Regions from separate parts of the Sus scrofa genome. Here region 1 is linked to region 2. A link is a contact called in public Hi-C data. All regions are on one chromosome and are shown on one strand. Each heading gives the region's core, a stretch centred on a gene start, on an enhancer-like site or on the middle of the called end of the contact. The rest is flanking DNA. Distances are from core to core; before and after follow the strand shown.

Evidence for each region. Hi-C and Micro-C count contacts between places; a contact is called where the count stands out from the background.
Region 1: a contact with region 2 is called in a Hi-C map of skeletal muscle, with 3 times the contacts expected there. The contact joins the promoter of UHRF2 here to the enhancer-like site in region 2. A contact is called at or near these places in 1 of 5 promoter capture datasets (liver), 2 of 47 Hi-C or Micro-C datasets (embryonic fibroblasts and skeletal muscle) and 1 of 2 datasets of contacts at active chromatin or transcription factors (alveolar macrophages).

What each region holds. Positions count from the first base shown.
Region 1 is chr1:215,803,381-215,810,923 of Sscrofa11.1, forward strand. UHRF2 (E3 ubiquitin-protein ligase UHRF2) reads right to left here and starts at 4,248. Exons shown (of 16, transcript XM_021063938.1): 1 at 3,731-4,248. The coding sequence starts at 3,883.
Region 2 is chr1:215,563,422-215,570,754 of Sscrofa11.1, forward strand. No RefSeq gene overlaps it. Among named protein-coding and RNA genes, the nearest start is that of GLDC, 42 kb to the right of the region's middle. Within about 2 kb of position 5,095, at least 56 of the 83 cell types and tissues checked have an H3K27ac peak or open chromatin away from gene starts, as enhancers often do. A contact at or near this core is called in liver and skeletal muscle, where this site is marked.

The DNA.
Region 1 (7,543 bases), core at 2,998-5,497, 240 kb after region 2:
CCCAAAATCAAGACAGCCGTTAAGCTGGTGAGATAATTGGAAATTCAAAGTATTTCCATAAGCTTTTTTTCCATTGAAATTTGAGGTGAGAGTTACAGGGAACTTGGGGGCATTCTCATACCCAAGCATTCTGACTAGCTTTGGCCAAGTGATCAGAATAAGTACAAGCTGCTTCAAGTGGTACCTAGTGTGAAAGGGAAAACAGTATCTTAAGTCAGAATAAAACATTAAGCATTATCGGGGCATGAAGTGCTCTAATAGAAATCAGGCCCATAGAACATGTAACCACCTTTCCTCAACTATTCATGCTTGCTATGATAGCTATCTTTATCAGAATTATCTAGTCTTTCCCTAATTCATAGGTACCCTCCTAGTTTTCCTTAAACAGTGATTATTATCCACTGCACAGCAGTTCCACACAGGCTACTGGGAAGAGTTGCAACAACTGTTGGAATGATTTGTTATTTTAAAAGTACTGAAGCCCTCCCAAATTCAATTAAATATAGATAAAAAATTACCTGCATTTAAATTATGTTCCAATTGGGGGAGAAAGGAATTGAGTCATTTGGGAATTACAAACACCTATGAGCTTCAGGTTTTTTAACTAAGGCCCAGCAACGTCTCACAGCAGAAAATGTTTTTGAGAACTGCTATCCTACATAGAGTTGCAGGATTTGTGCTATTAGAATGGCAGGAATGGTCTAGAGTTTTTTTCTTGAATTGAGTTGAAGAAATTCCAAGTAACAGGAAGAAATGCAACATTTCGCAAGGGAAAACTAGGAAGCAAACACCAATTGACAGTGAATGAGAAGGCAGAGGGGGAAGTCATTCCCAAGGGGCTACGGATAGGCATACAGGTGGAAAGCATTAGTAACTTTTATGTATCTTTCACAGCATATACAGAACACACACACACACACACACACACACACATTTAAGTAGGCAAACACTTTGTAGCCCATGTGAAAACTGAGTCCAAGGGCAAAAGGCGACTACTCAAGTTTTTCTTCACCTCTGGTTCATTGCCCACATTTACAATCTATTCTAAGAGTCCTTACAGTGGTACAAAGGAAGCAAAGAGGGGAGAGAATGCTTTCCAATTAGGAAAAGCTCTAGGTTTTCTCAAGATTTAGAGATCCACCAATGTATCTCTTTCTAAAAAACAAAAAGCAATCCCTAGTGTGCACATTCAACATCGCAGAGAATATCCCAGTGAGGTTACCCTACTCTAACTGGAACTTACAGCCCTGAATCGCTGCCTGGCTCTCCATTTTGACTCTCAAAAGTGGAGTCAATCACACAATTACAGTGCTTCTCCAAGTTAATTTGCATACAGACCACCTGGGAACCTAATTAAAATACAGATTCTATTTCAGCAGGGTGGGTGTGAGGCTCCCAGGTGCAGCTAATGCTACTGGTCCTGCTGATCCTGGGACTACATTTTGAATAGTAAGAAACTAGTAGGAAGCTGCCTTCTTCAACATTCATTATCAAACTCAGGTGTTCATGATAATCTCCCACAGGGTCTTGTTAAATTCACTACTTGCAATTCTGTTGTGAGCTGAACATCTGTAATAAATATCTACAAAAGATTCTGATGCATACCAAAGATTAAAAGAAGCAAACCTTACACACAAAGGTGAAGGCAGGGGGACTCCTTACATCAGGGAAAACTGTAAATTTGTTTTTATTTTATGACATTTTGCACTATGAGAAAGGAATCTTGAGGATGGGACATCTTTTTCTAATAAGCACAAAAGCAATTTACAAGAATAAGGGCAGCCCTGTGACACCAATCCAAAGCAGCTTGATATAGATACACTATCCTGTCCACAGGCTGTAGACTCCAAAAGGAAAGGAGAATATAGATAATAATCATTTCATCTCTGCTTGTCAGATCATAAGGAAGTAAATACAGCTGGAGCAATGTCTTCCTTCTATCTCCAACTCAAGTGAGGCACCCACAGTCCATTCCTAATTCTTGTTGGTTTATCCCCATAGTAAAATCAAGTAGTGAGTTATCAACTCCTGGAGTAAAAAGTTCAAAAGGTTGTTAAGCTCAATAGTTCTTCCCTGAGCTTGGAATAGCTTCCTGGTTTGTCAGAAGGGCTACTTGGTTGCCTTGAGTTTAACCCAATCCCTACCTTTTCCTCAAGAGAGCCAGGTGCACATTTTCCTTTTAGTGTTATTTGATAATTAGACTATATGGGCATCGCCCAGGAATTCATTTTCATGCTTTTCTATCTCTGGTGAAGTCACTAAAGTATCCCAGGAATTCAAATACTATTGTCCCTAGCTAGAAAATAAAATTCAATAGACTTTGTTACATGCTTTTCACTTTTGACCAAAAAATTAAAAGGTATCAGCCTTATAAAGCTAAAGAGCGTTTAATACACATACATTTATTTCTAAAGCAAAGTTTGCAAACAAATTGAACACCTATTTTTACAAGTCAAGCACTAGAGGATCAATATAAAACTGGATATTGATATCAACGATACTGACACTTATTTCAAAACAAATTTTAACAACCCCTCGCTCTTTCTCAGTGCAATCTTGTTACTCTGAAGTTTCTGGACAGTTTTCAAAAGGTAAGCCTATGAAGAGGAGAAAAATACTCCTCTCAAACCCGTTGGCTGTAGCAAAACGCTACTTCTACCAAATGAAAGAGAGTTACACTTATTTCAAACTACAAGATTGGAGCCAAAATATGGTCTATCAACTGGAGGATACCAACTTTGTTTTGTCTTTACAAAGAAGAAACAAGAAATACACGATGAGTCTGGGTCTCCAGGTACAGATCACGTGAACAGGAAAAAATCTTCAATGGGCCAGATCAGGGCCATACCATACAACTACCAGGGACGCCCAAACACCCTAGGGCACCGCCAAATAACACTTTCAGCCTTCAAGTATGTACCGCTAGCTATGCTCTAATTGTGTTCAAAGCATGGGTGAGAGACCTATGAGAAGGTGAGAAATAAGGGCAAGACACATCTTTTAAACCGTTTTTCACTCTGAATATTACCCCTCCACACCCCCCGCCAAGACTGGCTAGTTTAAACCCGGTCCCAGGTTACATCTACAGCTTCTTCAGCCCAGGTCTCTAATCTCCCCCAAGACAGATTCAATTCCAGGAAAGGAGGGGGCGGGCAGAAGTTCTGGAAAGCCTTCGAACCTTCAGTGTATACAAATCCCTTCCACAGAGAGGAGGCAACTTAGGGTCTTGTGCCTGAGAACAAGCAATACGTAAGTTTCCCCTCCTATTTGGGACCCAGGAGGGCGGTAGAGCTAAAGAAAGGATACAAGCCGTTAGCCGGGTCAGCGCTGCCGGGAGTCAGAGCCGCCAGCCCTCCCCACCTGCACTTTGGCATGGCCGCCAGAGTCTGCTGCCCTCCCCGCCCTCCAGGAGCCCGGACCCCACCAAGCGCGGGAATAAGAGGGAACCCAGGCGCCCTAGCGAGCGGCTGCTGCCCCATTGAGAAAGGGCGGTGAGGTCTCCGGGCTCCGGGTGCCTCCGACCCCGCGAAGCGCACCTGCACTCAGGGCTGGCGAGGACCCCCGCCCATGGCCGAGCTCTGAACCTCGCGGGCTGCCCACCCGAAGTGGAGCCAGGTACATTTTGCACATGTGGGGCACCAAGCACTCCGGCCCGTCCAGCTTAAGCATCCTGCCAACGCTCCGCTGCCCTTGCTCGAGCTTCCCGTGGGGGGCGGTGGGCGCGACTCACCTGCTTGCCCCGGTAGAAGAGGCGCTGGCACTCGGGCCGCACGTCGAACAGTGCCCACACCCGCTCGCGCAGCTCCTCAATTGTGGCTTTGCGGGACACGTCCTCAATGGTGCGCGTCTGGGACCCGTCGATGGTGCGAACCTGGATCCACATCTCGGCGCCGGGAGAAGGGGCCGGCCCTGCTTTGTCTCCCCCTGCGCTCGGGGCGCCGCGCCCCGCCCGGCCCGCGCCGCTTCCCGGTCCGCTCTGACTCTCCGCGGCTGGCGGGCGAGCGCGCGCACCAGAGAGGAAGACCGACCAGACGCCGGGCCGGACAGGCGGCGGTGAATCCTAAACTAAGCGCCCACCCAGCAGAGCTGAGGAGGGAAGGAAACCGGAACCAGTCGGGAGCGCGGCTGCTACCGCAGCCCCCACCTCACAAATAGGAAGAAGCCTTGTCTGCGCCGCGCGGAGTGTTTACTTATAGAGCTCAAGCTCCCACATGGAGGTCACGGCGCCAACCCGGATCTCGCGAGATCTATGCCGGGCTCCGCCTTAAAGAGGAAGCAACTCAGGAGGTGGCCACAGACCAGAGGAAACTAAAATGGGCGGGGTGGGAAGGGCGGGGCGGGGGGGCGGTGCTTTGGTGAGCCGTTACTTGCCCCTCCGCCGGCACCTGGGCCCTAGACACGCCCTCTAGCCTTCGGGTTGCTGGCGGTTACAAGGCCGCCCACACGGGTTGCCGCTTTAGACCTGATTTCGGGACCAAGGGCGAGAGCGACCTCTCAGGCCTAGCCAATTCGGTTCTGTGGTATCAAAAACACCAAAGATAAGAAACTCTTATGTGCAGTTGTACGACTATGAAAAGTGGGGTGAGTGCATGCGGGCGCGGCCTAAATTTGTGAGAAAGCACCTAAGGAAATGAACCCGCTTCACCGCGCTCAGCCAGACACAGCCAGCCAGGCGGCCTGGCGGGGCCGGCCACCCAGGAAAGGCCCTAGGGACCCTTCTCCTTCAGGAACTCGTTTCCCGCCGGTCGCAGAATGCTGCCTTCGCGCGGAAACTGGCTTCCTAGTGTTTCCCGCCGCTGGGCGGAGGTGGCCACCCAAGTAAGGCCTACAGGCCGCCGGGCCGGGTGGGATCCCCATCTCTGCCCGCTGCGCTCACAACCGGACCTTGGGCCAGGGAGGTGCTGGTGCCGCCTCTCTGAAGGCCTCTCTCCAGAGGCGGACGTTTCCGTTTGTGGACCTTCCATGTTAGCATTTGGCTTAAGGGGCTGGGGTCATGGAAGACGCTTTTAAAGGATGCAAAATTACACACCTATGAAGGAAGTACTCCAGCGATCCTGATAGGAATAATTTCTCAAAAATAGTCCAAAGGAGCATTACCTAAAAAGGAAGAGAGCATATGGAAGTAGAAAAAAGTATGTATGTATAAAATTTGGACTTCATATTTGCCAAAATCCATAACTTGAGTATTCATACTGGTGCAGATTATTAGCACAAAAGTAGAGCAACATTTTTGTAATAACCGCTTAAAATAATTGTAAGTACAGAGACCACTAATATATTGGGAAAAAAAAAAAAGATGGCCCAACATGGGAGAGAGAGAAAAAAGTGGAACAAATATACATTTTGGTCTCCGTCCTTGTTGAAAATTTTACACTCACTTTTACTCTCTAAATACATCCTGTCTGCTCCTGATTTAAGTAAAACAAATATTGGGTATTCTTTACATGTGTAAATATGAGGCTCGCTAATAACCTGCCCCAATAAAGGATAGCTATTTGCTATTATAGGATACAGTATGCCCTTGTAGAGTCATATTAAAAGTTTTATAAAAATTCTCTGATCACAAAGAATTTACAATCCTGTTCAAATAAGAATTTAAAAAATGAAAGTATTAAAGAATAATTTAGTACTAAATAGTCTGCTCTTGGTTAAAACAGCAATTAGAGGTGAGAGAAAGGGACTAGAATGATCTGGGATCTTAAGAATAGGGGTACAACTTGACCTGAATTAAATGGCATATTGTAATGAAGGCAGCATTTAAATGTTCAGTTCATGAATTGTAACCAGTTTTTCTATTTACTTAAAATGTGATCTTGGAGAAATTATTTGTTTCAATTTCCTCAATGTAAAATGGTGCTTAGAATATCTAATGAATGTAAAATGTTTATCATAGTGCCTATCCCTTGGTGTTACACACTAAATTATTTTTGTACTATTATGGAGAGGATTTAGATAAGCAGAGAATGCCCAAAGAGGAGAGAGTGCTTAAGCAAAGATAGAAGGTATGCATTTTTGCAGGTCAAAGAGATTGCATATAAGAGAAAGGTTGACTAAATAGGGAGGGGCAGAGTGTGAAGATTAGCATTGAAAGAAATAGATTTTGTGGGCCCCAGGGAGAAACTAAAGTTTTTAAAGGAGTCCACTGATGTGATTAAATATGCCCTTTGCAAAGACACCTGAAGGAATGTGGAAGGATGCCTTAGGGAAAAACTAAGAGACTAGGAGAGGCGGGGGAGATGCTGTCAGAAAGCTTATTGTGTCAGTTTCGGTGAAATCTGTGACAGTAAGAGAGGAAAGTATAGAGTCAGAGTATTCTAGAAAATCAAGGCTATCAGACTTGTAGAAAGTGTGGATATGAGGGATGAGGAAAATAGAATGCTAAGAATAATTCCAAGGTTTCTAGTTTGGGAGACTTAAATGATGGTTTGGGTAGATAATGATGCTCTGAACTAGAAGAGAAGAGGAAGCAGTGCGTACCCTTTGCATTGTGTTGCACTGAAATTCATCCAGAGTATACCTACATGGAGTTATTTAAGTAATAGTTGGAAATATAAATCCAAAGTTTTGAAGAGAAGTAGAAAAGTTCGGAAAAAAGAACTAGTCAAGACCTGCTGTACTCACTCCCATGAGGCAATTTGTCCTTTTAATGTTGTAAGTCTTAAATGGAGAATCCTTTGTGAGGAGGTCAGGGGTTGGGGGAGACTATTGTCAAAATACTGCTGAGACTGTATAGGATTTGTGCTAATCTAGCCAATATAGATCCCAAATGATTGACCAGAGATGGGAGACCCAGAAAAGATATATTTGTCCTGTGCAGACCAAATTAATTACATCTGGAAACATAAGCTTTTGTGTATAGTGATTTACTTAGGCTATAAACAATTGCAAATAATGATTCTGTATGTAACAAAATATAACCTTCTCTGTTTCTCCCTCCACACAGTATAGATTGTAACTAAGGTTTTTTCTCTTTCCCTACAAGGCTGTTGTTTTCTTCTTAGAAAGCTGCCCAGCTGTACAAACAAGATAGAAGTTCTCAGACAGATCTGACATATGTCTTACTATCAGATGTATAGCTGAAACCATTTGGATGTGAACAAAGAAAGAGGAATTATTTTCTTTTTTTTTTTTTTTTTTGGTCTTTTTGTCTTTGTTGTTGTTGTTGTTGTTGCTATTTCTTGGGCCGCTCCCGCGGCATATGGAGGTTCCCAGGCTAGGGGTCGAATCGGAGCTGTAGCCACCGGCCTACGCCAGAGCCACAGCAACGCGGGATCCGAGCCGCGTCTGCAACCTACACCACAGCTCACGGCAACGCCGGATCGTTAACCCACTGAGCAAGGGCAGGGACCGAACCCGCAACCTCATGGTTCCTAGTCGGATTCGTTAACCACTGCGCCACGATGGGAACTCCAGGAATTATTTTCATGCATGAGAAGCAAATGCTAAACTTGATGTCACCAGTCATGGCTCAATATTTTTTTTTTCAAGTCAAAAGAGGCAAAATAGAAACATACAAGATTGATTGTATCTTGTTTTCTCAACT
Region 2 (7,333 bases), core at 3,845-6,344:
TATAGTCTCAGAAATGAACACTAGATGGCACTAGATTGAAATTTCAGATAAGCTTAGTCAATGGCCCACTTTTTTCCCCCACTCCTGGCAAAACTGAAGCCAAGTCTTTTCAGAATGTCTTTCTTACCCAGAGGATCCTGCCTCCCCAGGGACCCCCCACCCCATTTGCCTCCATCAAGAGGGCAATTACTAACCTAGGAAAGAAAGCATCTGTAGAGGCTTCCCGAGAGAGAAGATTAAATTTTTAAAAAGAGAAACCACAACAAACTAACTTGCAAGCTTTTCCCTCTATCACATTTTACTTTTCTTTTAAAAGAATAAACACAGGAGTTCCCTCTGTGGCTCGGTGGGTTAAGAACCCGACTAGCATCTATGAGGATGCAGGTTCGATCACTGGCCTGACTGAGTGGGTTAAGGATCTGGTATTGCCGCAAGCTGCAGTGTAGGTTGCAGATCCAGATGGGATCATTAGTTGCTGTGGCTGTGGTATAGGCCAGTGGCTGCAGCTCTGACTTGACCTCTAGCCTGGGAACTTCCTTATGCCACAGGTGTGCTCCCTGCCACCACAAAAAAAAAAAGAATAAACACAAAGTGATTGCATCTTTGTGGTGATGGAGAGGGTGAAGCAAGAACAATCTTCCTGAATCAGTTCTAAAGAACTCATTATGTTGTTATGTTATGAAGTTTTTGTTTGTTCTTTTTTTTTTTTTTTTTTTTTGTCTTTTGTCTTTTTTGTTGTTGTTGCTATTTCTTGGGCCGCTCCCTCGGCATATGGAGGTTCCCAGGCTAGGGGTTGAATCGGAGCTGTAGCCACTGGCCTACGCCAGAGCCACAGCAACGCGGGATCCGAGCCGCGTCTGCAACCTACACCACAGCTCACGGCAACGCCGGATCGTTAACCCACTGAGCAAGGGCAGGGACCGAACCCGCAACCTCATGGTTCCTAGTAGGATTCGTTAACCACTGCGCCACGACGGGAACTCCTGTTCTTTCTTTTAAAATCTTTCTACCCTCTGCCTATTTTTCTTTCATTCATGCCTTCAAGTATTTATCATGTTCTTACAGCGTACAACTTGATACTTATATCAGTCTGCTGCTGAGAGTGGGAGATTAGAAGATATTTGGGTAAGTTTGACTCTCTACTTTTCAGATCATTGAAGTTTCATAGAGAAGGGGGCTGGGGGGATGTGCTTGGACTGTGGGATGGAAATCAGGTTGTTTTGATCATTATACAACTACAGATGTGATAAATTCATTTGAGTAATTTAAATAAATAAATAAATAAATAAATAAATAAAAGTTTCATAGAGGAAAGTGGACAGCGACATAAATAAGTTACAATTTCTGGAAAGCACACTTCCGTTGTTATTGTTGTTTTCTCCTGACTGCACCCACAGCATATGGAAACACCTATGCCAGGGATCAAACCCATGACACAGCACTAACCCAAGCCTCTGCAGTGACAATGCCAGGTCCTTAACCTATTGTACTACAAGAGAATTCCCGGCAGGCACATATTGGTATCACAGCACAAATGAAGTAATATCAAATGGCATTCTCTCTGTAATTAACAGATTTGTCGTTCTCTTTTGGAGATCTCTTATGCATATTCAAAAGTCTGAGGGTGGGAGAATAAAGCTTTTATAAAAAAGAGACCCAGAAGGCTTGCCTGCTGCTTCAACAATGTGAGGACACAGCAAGAAGGCATATAGCTACAAATCAGGCAACCCTGCTGGCACCTTAACCTTGGACTTCTCAACCTCCAGAACTATGAGAAATTAAGGTCTAATTTATAAGCTAGTCATCTGTGACATTTTGTAATGGCAGCTCAAATGGACTAAGACAATTAATAACTTTTTATTTCTGTAAATTGTACTGATTTTTTTTCCTTTTTGGCTGCCCCATGGCATATGGAGTTCCCCAGGCCAAGGATCCGATCCAAACCCCAGCTGCAGCAATGTGGGATTTTTTTTTTTTTTTTTGTCTTTTTTCCATTTCTTGGGCCACTCCCATGGCATATGGAGGTTCCCAGGCTAGGGGTCTAATCGGCACTGTAGCTGCCAGGCTACGCCAGAGCCACAACAACGCAGGATCCGAGCTGCGTCTGCAACCTACACCACAGCTCACGGCAACACCAGATCGTTAACCCACTGATAAAGGGCAGGTATCGAACACGCAACCTCATGGTTCCTAGTAGGATTCGTTAACCACTGAGCCACGATGGGAACTCCAATGTGGGATCTTTAACTCACTATGCTGGAGGTGGTGATTGAACCTGCAGATGCCACTGATCCCATTGCACCACAGCAGGAATTCCTGTACTAATTTCTTATCTTTATCCTCAGAAACTTATAACATTTTCCAGATTTCTTCATTACTTCTTTCTCAAAGTCCATTCTAAATTAAATTTCCTCTGCCTTTTGCCTACTTTCTTAGATCCCTGATTTATTTTCAAGCATGGCCTTCTTAATGATGGATTTTGTTTTTACCATGAGTTGTATTCTTAAGGTTTTTCAGTTGATCAAGTATCAAGCTATATAGTTAAATTAAACACTTGCTTGTTGCTGAAGAAATTTAGCTCTATTTTTGGATTTTCCATAATAAGGCTTCCGAAAGTACTCAATTTTATCATTTTATTGTTTTAAATATATCTTTATAAATTTAATTTTTTAAAAAGAAAGAGGCAAAATGTGTTATTAAAAACAAATAACGGAGTTTCTGTTGTGGCTCAGCAGTTATGAACCTGACTAGTAGCCATGAGAATGCAGGTTCCAGCCCTGGCCTTGCTCGGTGGGTTAAGTATCCAGCGTTGCTGTGGCTTAAGTCACAGTCAAGGCTCAGATCCTGCATGGCTGTGGTTGTGGCATAGGCCAGCAGTTGCAGCTCCAATTCGACCCCTAGCCTGGGAACTTCCATGTGCCACATGTGCAGCCCTAAAAAAAATAAAAGTAAAAATAAAAAACAAATGAGGGAGTTCCTCTGGCTCTGTGGGTTTGAGGATCTGGTTTTGTCACTGCTGTGGCTCTAGTTGTAACTGTGGCGCGAGTTCAATCCCTGGCTGAGGAACTTCCGCATACCATGAGTGTGGCAAAAAAATAAAAACAAAAACCCACAATGAATAAAACAAATCAAAAGAAAAACAAGCAAGGATTTGCAATGGGTTCCAAGAAAACAAAATATAAATAGCTCTGGAGAGTTCCCATTGTGGCTCAGAGGTAATGAATCCAACTAGTATCCATGAGAATCTGGGTCCAATCCCTGGCCTTGTTCAGTGGGTTAAGGACCCAGTGTTGCTGTGAGCTGTGGTATAGGTTACAGACGAGACTTGGATCTGGCATTGCTGCAGTTGTGGTGTAGGCTGGCAGCTGTAGCTCTGATTTGACCACTAGCCTGGGAACTTCCATATGCTTCAGGGTTCATCCCTAGAAAAAAAAAGGCTAAATTACAGTTAGCAGTTTGACACTTGTCTATTGACACTTCAAATGCATATAATTTGTGGAGTTCCTGTCGTGGTGCAGTGGTTAACGCATCCGACTAGAAACCACGAGGTTGTGGGTTCGATCCCTGGCCTTGCTCAGTGGGTTAAGGATCCGGCATTGGTGTGAGCTGTGGTGTAGGTTGCAGACGCGGTTCGGATCCCATGTTGCTGTGGCTGTGGTGTAGGCCAGTGGCTACAGCTCCAATTCGACCCCTAGCATGGAAACCTCCATATGCCGCAGGAGCAGCCCTAGAAAAGCCAAAAAAAGACAAAATAAATAAGTAAATAAATAAATAAATATAAAAATGTCAATTCTCTTCTATTTGATCTATGGATTAAATGCAGTGCCAAGAAAAATCCAAGCAATTATTTGTGTAAAAAAAAAATCAAATGCATATAATTTTTTACATAGACTAACTTGTATAAATTTAGATCATTATAAACTAACTTCTAGAAATTTAGGTCATCATAAATTTGCACAATTACAAAAACAACTTTTCATTACAGCATCGTTCATAATAGGCAAAATATTGGAAAGATCCTGAATGCCAGTCAATAGGGACTGGTTAAAAAATTTATAGTATACCTGTATCATGGTATACTATAAAACCACACCAAAAACAAAAACAAAAAAACAAAAAAACTAAAAACCCACTACATAGAGTTCCCATTGTGGCTCAGCAGGTTAAGGACTTGACATTGTCTTTGTGAGGATAAGGGTTCAATCCCTGACCTCACTCAGTGGGTTAAGGCTCTGGCATTGCTGAAAGCTACAGTGTAGGCCACAGATGTGGCTCAGAAAAAAAAAAAAAGAATTATTTCCTGGGTCACCCAGGGCATCTGGGACCCCGACACACAGCCAAGAAGTCCCAAGGAAGACAGAAGTTGACATGGCCCCATTATGAATCGCAAAGACGTGCGCTCCCCTCTCTAGCACAGGCTCTCGCCAAAGCACAAAGCCGAATCCCTAGCAGCGCCGCGGGGCTGTGGAACCCTTCCTCCCACCCTCGGTATGATGATCACGCCACTCTCAACAGACGCAGGCAAAAACTTTTGTCCTAACTCCTCTGACGGCCAGTTTCTCCATCACCTTCTCCTCCAGAGCCCAAGAGGGACAGACGGCCAGGTGTGCGTCTCTGTACCTGTGAGAAAGAAACGGTGGAAGTGGAGTTTGAGTGATAACGCAGGAAGCAATCGTGTGCTGTGCATGCGGCAAAAAAACGGGACCAGGGCGGGAGCGGAGACAAAGACACACACCCCCGTGAGCTAGTACTCTCCAGCGCAAAAACGACACGCGACGCATCACGTGACAGCTGAGCCAGCCATCGGTCACGTGATCCTTCGGAAGCCCGGGATGTGGGGAGGAAGTAGTAGCACTTAGACCGTCTTGTGAGCCTCGAATTAGTCTCAGGCCCCAGATCTGGTTGCATTAAGTTTAGCAGTACCTAAACTGACACCATCCTCTGGCAACTCCTTGCTCGCAGGAAATAGAACCCCGCCTCTTTATAAATGGAAAAGATGTTTGAGCTGGCAGGAGAACGTGTACACAGGGCACCGCGGGGAGACACGCCCTACACCGACGCTCTAAAATCCGAGCGTAGCCACGCGTGTCCCAGAATGCAATAGGCTCCGTCGAGGTCCTGCAGGAAGTTGCCGCATGGCGACGTCAGAACACGGCTTCCGGAGGAGGGGGCGTCGGCCCTGAGGCGCTCTGTGTGGTCACGTGGTTTACTCCCCCGCCAGGCCCGGCCCGGCCCAATCTTAATGTGGGTTCTCCAGAGACCCGAGACCGCTTGCAGTCTGCTTCCGGCCATGGAGAGTCCTGGGGAGGTACCTATTTGTCCTTGTGCAGGGAAAATTGTTTAAAAACAAAATGAAGAAGTAGCTCAAAGTCTTCCTACAGAGAAGAGTCCAGGCCACCCAGGGTTCCTAAGCAAGATAAACCAAACGTTATGAGGAAAATATAATTCCCAATTTTTTCCACATTCTCCCTCTTTAAAAATGTTTTTAATTGAAGTATAGTTAATTCACAATGTAGTGTGAGTTTCAGTGTACAACAGGATTCAGTTATACCTGTAAATGTCTGTTTTTCACATTCCTTCCTATGATAGGTTATTAAAAGATATTGAATACAGTTCCCAGTAGGTCCTTGTTGTTTGTTTTATATATAGTAGTGCCAAATTTATCTCCCCCAATCTTCTTTGGTAAGCAAAACTTTGTTATAACCATAATTCCCATATTAATCAAATACTTGCAGAAAAATGGGGAAGGGAAGGCAAAAACAGGAAACACTTAAACTTTTTATGAGATGTAGTATAACCCTGATAGGAAAACCCAAGGACATCAAATTGAAGGAAAATAGTATGCCAGTTTTGCTCATGAATGTAGGTGCAAAAACTGGTAAGCAAAATATTAGCCAAATTTAGTTACATAGAATAACACCTTATAAGCAAATTCGGTGGTTTTAACATCACCAAAATTTAATTGATTAATTCTCCGTTAATTATTTTGCCAATTGTAGAATAAATGACTAAAACAATTATGATAAATGCTTATGGGAAACCAGTGATAGAAGGGAAATTAATCTGATAGAGTATCTGCAACAAGCCATTTACCAGACAGCCTTCTTAATGACGAAACGTTTAAAGCTATTTTTTCTTTACAATGTTCTGTAGACAAACCTGGGATCTTTGATCTGGCAGTGTTTTGCCCCAGCTTGGATTTTGCTGATTCCATATACATGGAGCATTTCAGCATGTTTCTCTGTCCTCTCTGTTTCCTTTTAATTGGAGCTTATTTTATTTCTTAAAACATAGTAGTCATAGTTGTTTTGTAATCAGTGTCATGATAATTCTAATGTCTGAATTATTTTCAAGTTTCTGCTGCCTGATGTTTCTGCTGTCTGTGTCCATGGTGTCTAGTTTCTTTGTGTCTTCATTTTTTTAAACCTGAAAATCAGTGAGGAAAAAGTATTTGTGGTTTCTTCCAAATAGGATTTTTGCTTGTTCCTGCTAGGTGCGTTGATGCCTTCTCAGCAACGAGTTTCCATGCATGGAGTTTCCTTAGGTCATTGCTAACTGAGGCTACAAATCTGAGCAAGAGCTGCCTGGTAGCCAAATCTACCCAAAGATGGGATTTTTTTTTTTTCTTTTCCTTTTTTTCTCTTACAGTCAATGTATTTAATTTATTTTTTTAACTTTTTTTTTTTTTTTTTTTGGTCTTTTTAGGGCTGCACTCACGGCATATGGAGGTTCCCAGGCTAGGGGTGGAAATCAAAGCTGCAGCTGCCAGCCTACGCCATAGCCGCAGCAACGCCAGATCCGAGCTGTGTCTGCAACCTACACCTAAACTCACGGCAATGCCAGATCCTTAACCCACTGAGCGAGGCCAGGGATCAAACCTGCATTCTTATGAATACTAGTCAGATTCGTTTCCACTGAGCTATGACAGGAACTCCCATTTTCTCTTATAGTCAATTTAAAAAACTTCTTTCCTGGAGTTCCCACTGTGGCACAGTGGGTTAAGAGTCTGACTGCAGCAGCTCTGGTCAGGTTGGAGGCATGAGTTTGATCCCCGGCCCAGTGTGCTGTTAAAACTCTATAGGCCGTGAGTGCAGCCCTAAAGGATCCAGCACTGCCACAGCTGCAGCTTAGATCACAAGCTGTGTGTGGCTCAAATTCAATCCCTGGCCTGGAAACTTCCATAGGCCATGAGCATGGCCATAAAAAATAAAGTTTAAGCAACCTTTCTAAAGGTCTAGGTACTGATTCACATTTCCTCTTAGGGTGTAGCCTGTGGAGTCACAGTTTAATATGAGGAGAATCACCTGGACCATTTCCTCTTTGTGCAGCCCTG